2 separate regions of the Sus scrofa genome follow, and region 2 is linked to region 1. The links are chromatin contacts, called in public promoter capture Hi-C maps. All regions are on one chromosome and are shown on one strand. The core of a region is the stretch at or near the end of the contact, and the rest is flanking DNA. Distances in the headings are between cores, read along the strand shown.

The links. Promoter capture Hi-C pulls out the DNA fragments that hold promoters and counts their contacts.
Region 2: a promoter capture Hi-C map of fetal skeletal muscle shows a contact between it and region 1, with 5 times the contacts expected there. The contact joins the promoter of CASP2 here to the promoter of EPHA1 in region 1. A contact is called at or near these places in 2 of 5 promoter capture datasets (fetal liver and fetal skeletal muscle), 4 of 47 Hi-C or Micro-C datasets (embryonic fibroblasts, epiblast stem cells and liver) and 2 of 2 datasets of contacts at active chromatin or transcription factors (alveolar macrophages and skeletal muscle).

What each region holds. Positions count from the first base shown.
Region 1 is chr18:6,840,359-6,845,414 of Sscrofa11.1, reverse strand. EPHA1 (ephrin type-A receptor 1) reads right to left here and starts at 2,110. Exons shown (of 18, transcript XM_003134566.5): 1 at 1,974-2,110; 2 at 870-937. The coding sequence starts at 2,058.
Region 2 is chr18:6,963,008-6,967,567 of Sscrofa11.1, reverse strand. It overlaps CASP2 (caspase-2), which reads left to right and starts at 1,480. Exons shown (of 11, transcript XM_005657720.3): 1 at 1,480-1,697; 2 at 4,271-4,421. The coding sequence starts at 1,624.

The DNA.
Region 1 (5,056 bases), core at 861-3,360:
AAGCAGGCTAAGTAGCCTCAATTCCAGAAATAGAGGTTGGATTCCTACTGGAGGAGCAAAGGGAAAAGGGAACATTGGCGAATAGGGTCTAGGACCAGAATGAAGAGGTCTTGAGACTGAGTCCCAGAGGGTGTGGCACCTGGGGAGCCTCCTGTGGTGCCAGGGCCGGCTCTGCTGAGTGCAGCAACGTGCGCTCTAGGACTCACAAGATCCCACCTCTCTGCTCCCTTGGTCTTCAGAAATATTCCAGGAGGAAAGGGGCTTGGAATGCACGGTGTGGCACAGAGCTGCAGAGGATGGAGGAGGTGCCAAGGGCTCTGGGACCGCCATGGGGCAGCTTTCAACTTTGGGGGAGGGGGGCCGTCAAAGACCCTTTCAAGAATGTGATGAAAACTCCGGCTCTCCTCTCCAGAAAAAAAATGTCCCCATCCACGACTCTGAAAACCCTTTGATGGGGTCCCCGACCCCCTAAAACCTGTGCAACCCCATTGGGCTGGAGAGACCGCAGACTTTTCTGTGTTTGGGTCTCAGCCTTCAACCACCCCAGGGATGGTCCATCCTCTTCCCAGAGGGAGTAGGCGCATCTTCCTCCAGGTCCTCAGAGTATTCAGCCCTCCCTTGCTGGGGCAGGGAGGGGAGGAGCCAGCCTTTGAAATGTTCCCCTTGGGAACCTTCAAGCCTGACCGCCCCCCCCCAACCCCAACCAGGTCCCATTCAGAAGACTCTGACTCACCTCCCCTCCCCCTCCCAGAGGAGACACTTCCAGTTTTTCCTGCTCTTTTCTCTGTTTCTCCACCCACCTCACCGCCCCATTTCCCACTGGCCTTCAGCCTTGAGCCACCCTAAGTCTTACCCCCCCCCACACTTACCCCATCCTCTGGGGGATCCAGCAGCCAGCCCAGCTCTCCCTGCGCTGTGCTAGTGTCCATCAGAGTGACTGAAGGAGAGAAAAGGGGCTGGTCACCTCCGAGGGAGGAGGCAACACAAATGCAAACCACATTCCTCCTTCAGGCCCCCAGCCCCAAGGCATCAACACCCCGCTCTTAACAGCCGAGTTCCAGAGGTTCAGGGGAGGAAAACGACCCAGGAAGGAGTGAAGAGCTCCAGGGATTAGTCTGTCCAATCCCTGAGGGAAGAGGGAGAGTAGGGCAAGGGTTGGACGGCTGGACCTTTGACCAAAGTCAATGGCAGGAAGCCTTAGGAAGAGCAGCCCCAGAGAGGACCGTCAGCCTCTCAGGCAGCCCGGGGGGAACCTATCAGTAGCAGAAAAGGAAGGGTGATGGGCCAGAGAGGAGTTCAGCCTCTGGGGGGTCGTGAGCCGGCAGGAGGTGGACAAAAGACTTTGGAGGGAGTTCCTGGGTGGGGAGGTTCCCTGCCGCTGCCAAAGGGCCTGCCCTGCCTGTGATTAGGGATGTGGAGTAGAGGCACAGCAAGGGGTCTGGGAAGTCCAGGTGTTAGGGGCAGAGAGTGTGTGCAAGGGTCCACGTGGAAGGATGGACCTCTGCACCCGGGAACCCCTGCACCCCTAGTCCTAGCCCATCCCCCAGCGTCAGGTCCCTCTGTTCTCCTGCCTGGCTTGGCACAAGGCGACTCCCACCTCCGACTCCAGAGGGTTCGGATCTGTGCTTTAGGTGCCCGAGGCTGGGGCTGCCTGGGAATAAAGGATCCCGCCCCCCCCACCCCCCCCGATTGCTGGCGTGGAGGGAGGCCCCTCTGGACACTGCTTCCTCCCAGCTGCCAGAAGCTCACTCCCCACCCCCAGGAGCAAACCGCTGGCCACCAGGGGCGGAGATCACTGACCCGGGAAAGCAGCTGTTTGGGGTTAAAGACCCAAGACCGGCCAGGCCAGTCGATGGCCCGGCGGCGGGGCAAAACAAGAGCGCTAGCGAGGGGCGCGAGGAGAGGGCCTCCTTAGGAATGCCGGCTCCCGCAGGAGGGGGCGGGGCGGGGCGGGGCGGGGCGGGGGTCGGTACCTTCCTTGGCGCGCGCCCCCGGGGGCAGCAGGGCGCAGAGCAGCAGCAGCAGCAGCCTGAGCCCCGGGGCCCAACGCCGCTCCATGGCGCCGGGCCGGGACCTGGGACCTCGGCCCGGACCGCGGGGGCAAGTCGCTAGGACTGGGCGAGCGGAGCAGGGCGGGCGGGGGCGGGGGGCGGGGCCAGCGCTGGGGGCGGAGTCCGGGCCTCACCTGGATCACCTTCTTAAAGGGACAGTAGGGGAGGAAGGAAACTTGTAAAGCAGGCAATAAACTTCAAAAACCGGAGGTGTCTTGACTGGAATGAGACCGCGGGCGCCGCCTAGTGGGTGGGATTAGGAATTGACTAACCCAGTGCTAGTTCTGACCCTAAACCCAACCCTGCCTTGATGGAGCCTTTGGCCTAATTCTACCTTGGACTTGAACTACACCCTTGTATTTCTCCCTCTCCCTTTCTTCAGGGCCTAGCAAGGTAATAGACACGGGGGAAGGCAGGGTAAGAGACACATCTTGATGTTCCGGCCCGGGAGGCTTAGATGACCATACTGCAAGGGCGGGTGCAGCTTTTAGAGACGCACCTGGAAGGTGGGAAGAGGAAGCAAGCCAGCCAGGGGCACATGAGGTGGATAGACTGTCATCCGCGTTTTCAGTGGCAGAGATTGGGCAAGGCGTGAGCAAGACCCTGAAGGCAGGGAGCCTCAAGTTGCCTCTGGGAGTGGTGAATGGACCAGTTTGACTGCTGGGGCACAGGATTGTCTTGGGAACCAGGCAGAAAAGCAGGTGTGGGCTGGGACAGGGAAGGTCTTGGTAAACACGTTAAGGAGCGTGAACCTTACCACGCACTTTACAGAGCAAAGGAGGGATGGGTGAGGCCTTCTGCACGCAAGTGGTAGAGGATCTAGTGGTGTCACCCCACGGCCCTCTCACCTGTTGGAGACTGCCTTCCAGCATGTGCAATAGATGTTTCTTCAGTTTCTACTCTGCACGCAGAAAGCTCTGAAAGCTTCAGAGAAGAGTAAGACAGTCTTTGCCCTAAACGAACTCTTGTCTGAGGTGGGTAGGGGGCAAGGGCTTTATGGCAGGAGCGGACCCCAGCAGAGGCACAACACAGGGGTGACCGTGGCTCGAAGGAGAGTGATCCTCTACTGAGGAACGGCAGCCAGCTCCATTCCTGGGGCCTCTCCTTCCTACACCCCTCTCTGGCTCCATTTCCTTTGGGTGAATCATTCATAGTTTTTCCATCATTTAAATTGTTGCATGTTTTAGTCCCCCTGGAGGAAGGGAGGTGGTACATTATAGGTGCTTATTTTATTTTCAAAAATTAATACTTCTCAGAGTTCCCGTCGTGGCACAGCAGAAACGAATCCGACTAGGAACCATGAGGTTGCGGGTTCCATCTCTGGCCTCACTCAGTGGGTTAAGAAGCCAGCATTGCCGTGAGCTGTGGTGTAGGTTGCAGACACAGCTCGGATCTGGTGTTGCTGTGGCTCTGGCGTAGGCCGGCAGCTGCAGCTCTCATTAGACCTCTAGCCTCCGTATGTCTTGGGTGCAGACCTAAAAAGACAAGAAAGACAAATAATAATAATACTTCTCAGGGTTTTAAAAATATATATACAGATAATTATAAGAAGAAAATTGTTAAGTTCCTGGCCCAGTCTAGCCTCGTGATACAAATAAATGTAATCCAAGCCACTGGTGGGAAAATTCACATAGAGCAGAAAAGAAACAAAACAGAAAAGTAGAATCATCTCTCCTCCCATCCACTCCCAATTCCTGTCCCCAAAGTTACCCACCAAAGAGTTCCCATTGTGGCTCAGCGGTAGCGAATCCAACTAGCATCCATGAGGACGCAGGTTCGATCCCTGGCCTCGCTCAGTGGGTTAAGGATCCGGCGTTGCTGTGAGCTGTGGTGTGGGTCACAGACAAGGCTCAGATCTGGCGTGGCTGTGGCTGTGGCGTAGGCCGACGGCTACAGCTCCCATCTGACCCCTAGCTTGGGAACTTCCATATGCCGTGGGTGCGGCCCCAAAGAGACAGAAAAAAAAATTTATCCACCATGAATTGTGATTCACCTGGGATGTCCTCCCCTATGGACACACCATCGTATGTCTCCCCCAACCCTGGCCCAGACGCAAGCTGTTAGAAGGTATATACGGAGGGGCCATAGGCTACCCAGGCCCTGCCCCAGAGGCCTCTTTCTGACATAAAGGACTTTGGGAAGGAGGAGGAGGCTCCCGCAGGCTCCCTCGGGTCAGAGCTTTGTGATTTCAGCGGGGAGGAATGGGCAAAGAGTGCACAGCCAACAGAGGGGGGAAATGGAGCAAGCTTTGGACAATTGTGCTAGGAAATAAGCCAGACGGTGGTGAGGTAATGCATGTGCTCGGTGCTGTGGTTCGTAAAAGTTACAAGACCCTGGGGACTCAAGGGGGTGCGGTGGGGGCTGCTCCGTGCAAGGAGAGGTGGAGTCTGGAGGAGCCTGGCTTTTGTTTCTGCTTCTCCATCCAGGGTCTGGCCGTGCCGCTGAGGGGGAACGAAAGCCCACTTCTGTCTGCATTCAGGATGACCCCAATGTGACTAGTCCTTGTTCCCCTTTGTTGTGGGAGGAGGCGTGCCTTCAATGTTGGACTCTGTCCTTAACTAGCAGGGCAGCTTTTTTGAGTTATTTGCATGCTCTGGACCTTAATTTTCTTAGGCCTTTGTTTTCCTAGACCAGTAGAGATGATAGGATAGTCAGAAGGCTTAGGCCAGCTCCTTTGGCCTGTCGAGGGTCTCTGTGGCCTTAGCCACAAAATGGGATTAATCATGCCCCCTCGTATGTGGGTGTGACGATCAGTCAAGTGAGGAGAACGTGCTCGGCTAACAGTAAGGGCCCGAGCAAACGTTAACATGCCGGGAGAATGATGGAGGCAGGCCTTCCTAGGGTTCTCGCATGGGCCTCCCAGGTTATTCCCAGAGTGGAGCAACCGCTATGACTAAGACATTCATTTTCTTTTTCTTTTAAAAGCAACTTTATTAAAGGGGTAATTTGCATAAAATAAATCACACCCATGCCAAGTGTACAGTTCAGTGGGTTCTGACAAATGC
Region 2 (4,560 bases), core at 231-2,730, 120 kb before region 1:
AGAGACCATCTATTTCTCATTTTCTCCGAAACTACACACTGGCAGAATGGTTCCCCAGGGACAGAGAAAGGAGGGGCACCAGACCACAGTACATCCGGTCAACTTCCCAAAGACCCTTGTGCTAAAATCCACCCTGAGGGCAGGGCCCCAAGTCAGGCAAAAGCCAGACAAAGCAAGATGACAGGCCAGAGGAAGCCCGGAAGGACTGTCCCCCTACAAGTGACTTAAAGGATCTCCAAAGCATGTGTCTCTCGCTTCCTATCTTGCTCTGTCAGTCTTTTTTCTCCCTCCACCCCCATCCGGGTCCCCCAGCCTGCCAGTGCTCCCTGCACCTTCTTTCTCATCTCTCTTCAAATACTTACTTGCCTCATTACCCTCAGTCTCTTTGCCAAATTCTTTCCCCAAAGACCCAAAGTTGTGGGGACCTACATCAACTGGTAAGGGTTCAGCATTCTCAGCCAGCAATACACCCTCCCCCCCAACATGAAAGCCCATGTGTTTTCAATACAAGGCAACAGAAGCCAGGTTATCCCATATTTCTGTGAGCTGTGGTGTAGGTCACAGATGTGGCTGGGATCTGGCATTGCTGTGGCTGTGGCGTAGACAGGCAGCTGTAGCTCTGATTCAACTCCAAGCCTGGGAACTTCTATATTCCTGGCAGCCCTAAATAAAATAAAATGTAAAACATGAGCTTCTTGGCTGGGGTGGTGGAGTATCTAAGGCCCTCTTTTATTATTATTATTATTATTATTATTTTGTCTTTTCAGGGCCACACCTGTGATATATGGAAGTTCCCAGGTTGTGAGTTACAGCTGTAGCTGCAGGTCTACACCACAGCTCCCAGCAACACGGGATCCTTAACCCACTGAGCGAGGCCAGGGATTAAACCCGCATCCTCATGGATAGTAGTAGGGTTGTTGCCCCTGAGCCGCAAGGGGAACTCCCTGTAAGGATCTTTTTTGAATCATCTATTATGAAACACTCTACTCGCTTCAGCCTCACCCTTGCGCTCTAACCGCCAGGGTTTTGCCCCAGGCCCCCTGCCCTGCTTCCCCAGATTCAAAAAGCATATCTGTCTTTCTGGACTCCTGTGCTGCACCTGTGCTGTAGGTTTTAGCCCCTGGGAGCCGCTCCACCGGCACTGACCCGCGCGCCCTACTCAGTCGGTCATCTTCGGGCGCGGGGACCTGTCTACAGCGCCTCCTAGCGCTCTCCACGTCTTCCTTACCCGGGTCCCAGCAATTAAACTCGATGGAGTGAAAAGTCCGGCCACACCCATGTCCACCGAGTTCTTGCAATAGGCGGGTGTGGCCCGGCGGGCGGTGCTGGGGCGGGAGCGTGATTTCCGCGGGAACCCACGGCCAATGGGGTGCCCACGCTGGGCGGGGCGGCTCCGTCCTTCCCCTTCCGAAGAGGGCGCTCTCACCCCATTGGACGGCGCTTCAACTCGAGGGCTCTGCGCCTGCGCGCGCCCCGCCGACGGCCCCGCCGGCCGGCGCGGGGGTGCAGCTAGGAGAAGTAGTGCGCAGGCGCCTAGCGCGCGGGCGGACGGGGGAGGGATGCGGAGGACGCGAAGGCTCGCGGTTTGTTTGGGTCGCGGACGGTGCGCGGGAAAAGCGGGGAATGGCGGCGCCGAGCGCGGCCTCCGGACCTGCCCTCCAGCAGAAGGGGCTGATGGCCGCTGATCGGGGTCGCAGGTGAGTGAGGGAGGATCCCCGGGGTCGTTGGTTGGACCCAGGGACGGGAGCTCGGGCCTCTGGCGTGTGGCCCTGGCGCCCCCCGATCTAAACCCCTGGAAAAGCGGCGTCCGCTCTTCCTGCCTAGGGTGGGAGGCGGGGCAGGGCCCCCGGGGGCGCGCGGGCGGGTGGGTCTTCTGGCCTTGACTCTCTTTTTCTTCTACCCGGGCGTCTGAACAAGGTAAGATCTTTCCATTCCTGCCAGATCGTGGCTTCTCTTAAAGCTCCGTCATTCTTTCTTTCCCCTTATGAGGTTTTCAACTCCTTTATGAGGAACTAAACTTAAACCTGCAGACCTCGGAATCCTGCCTGATGTGCATTTGTTTGGGATGGAATATATCATGACCCGTATTGTGTTGACTGTAATGGCCTGATGTGCAGGGCATTCAGCACAGCTTTTGGAGTTTGAGTGCTTTGAGACCGGGAGGTGCCCGAGGCTCCAAGTGTGTCTCCGCCAGTGCTCTAGTTTTATCATTTCATGACACACATTTTCCAGGATAACATATTTTAATGTTTCCTGGTTCAGACCCAAGTTGATTGAGGACTTTGGGTGCAGAGCCTGCAGAAGGACACAGAATCAAGACTCAAGAATCTCCCCTGTGATTCTGCACCACCTCCTCCCTTTCCAGATCAGTCCTAAAGTTCTAGGTAATTGTGGTTATTTGTGGAACGTCCACATTTGAGACTCTCCCCAGAACGTGCAATACAGGAAGGAGAAGGTGTGTGGAGAATGGATAATACTTCAGATTAAATCTCTTGGGTTACTGATTGGAAGTTTAAGTTGAGAATTTAGAGTTAAGAACTGAGAGTCAGTGCGTGAATGGTGAGTATGGATGAGATTGAATAGGGAGAGGCTTTTTGAGGGGGGATCCTAAAGGAAGAGCAGCATGTGAGGGCAGGCCAGAGGTCCTGTGAAGGAAATGACCTAGAAGGCAGAGAGGGGAACTGAAGACAGTGGTGTCCTGGCAACCGGGGGAGGAGAAAGTTGTAAGGAGAAAATGCTCCTGGGACTTTAGGGAGGAAAAACTGAGGAAACTTACCCTGCATTGTCTGTATCCTGAGGAAAGACCTAGTATCCAGTTGTGATGTCATCTTACAGTTGACCTTTCAACACTTATTTTTAACCAGAGTTCACACTTGTCTCATTGTTACTGCTTTCGTGTGTTCTAAGGTGATTTTTTTTTTTTGTCTTTTGAGGGCCACACGCACGGCATATGGAAATTCCTAGGCTTGGGGTCACATCAGAGCTGCAACTGCAGGCCAGTGCACAGCCACAGCAACATGGGATCCAAGCCTCCGCTGCAGCCTGTACACAATGCCAGCTCCTGTACCACTGAGTGAGGCCAGGGATCGAACCCATGTCCTCTTGGATACTTGTCGGGTTCATTATTGCTGAGCCACGATGGGAACGCCTAAGATGATTCATAAGTGAGGTTTTTGATATCTTTAGAGTGTGTTGTTGTAGCAGGTTTTTACTAAAGGTTTGGTGTAAACGAGTATTACAATAGAACGGAGAACGTGAAATTAAAATGCAGTTTCAGACATGACTGTCAGACTTTTTACTTAGTTCTTTATGGATTCTGGTCATTTCTTTTTCTTTTTGCCATTTCTTGGGCTGCTCCCGCGGCATATGGAGGTTCCCAGGCTAAGGGTTGAATCAGAGTGGTAGCCACTGGCCTACACCACAGCCACAGCCACGCAGGATCTGAGCCATGTCTGCAACCTACACCACAGCTCATGGCAACGTCAGATCCTTAACCCACTGAACAAGGCCAGGGATCAAACCCGCAACCTCATGGTTCCTAGTCGGATTCGTTAACCACTGAGCCACGACGGGAACTCCAGATTCTGGTCATTTCTAACATCATTTTGTCACTGGAACTTACAGTTTACTTTTTTCTTTTGTTGTCTTTTCTAGGGCTGTACCCACGGCATATGGAAGTTCCCAGGCCAGGGGTCTAATCGGAGCTGCATCTGCAGCCTACACCACAGCTCACGGCAGCCCTAGATCCTTAACCCACTAAGTGAGCCCAGGGATCGAACCCGTGTCCTCATGGATCCCGGTCGGTTTTGTTACTGCTGAGCCAAACGGGAACTCCCTGCTTAATATTTCTTTGATTTTTAACCAGCTTCAATAAAACATATCCGATCTTGGTTATTATAAGTCTTGTTTTTTTTTTTTTGCTATTTCTTGGGCCGCTCCCGCGGCATATGGAGGTTCCCAGGCTAGGGGTCGAATCGGAGCTGTAGCCACCAGCCTACACCAGAGCCACAGCAACGCGGGATCCGATCCGCGTCTGCAACCTACACCACAGCTCACGGCAATGCCGGATCGTTAACCCACTGAGCAAGGGCAGGGACCGAACCCGCAACCTCATGGTTCCTAGTCGGATTCGTTAACCACTGCGCCACGACGGGAACTCCTAAGTCTTGTTCTTTATGTCTTTTTCCTACCCACACTTCTTGCCCCCCCACCCCCATTTCTGTACCAAATCCTGTACTTGAGAGTCGTTCTGTCTCCTCTTTGTCTACAGGATGTTGGGGGTGTGTGGCATGCATCCTGACCATCAGGAAGCTCTAAAAAAGAACCGAGTGGTCCTGGCCAAACAGCTGCTGCTGAGCGAACTGTTAGAACACCTCCTGGAGAAGGACATTATCACCTTGGAAATGAGGGAGCACATTCAGGTACCTGAGAGCAAAAGAGAAAAGCCACGTGTACCTACATCAGTTGTAGGCATAGGACCGGAGCGTGAGAAAGTGTGAAGAAGATGAGCCTTACTGAGGAAGTGAAGTCACGCTTCTACCCTAGAGCACTGAAATGGAC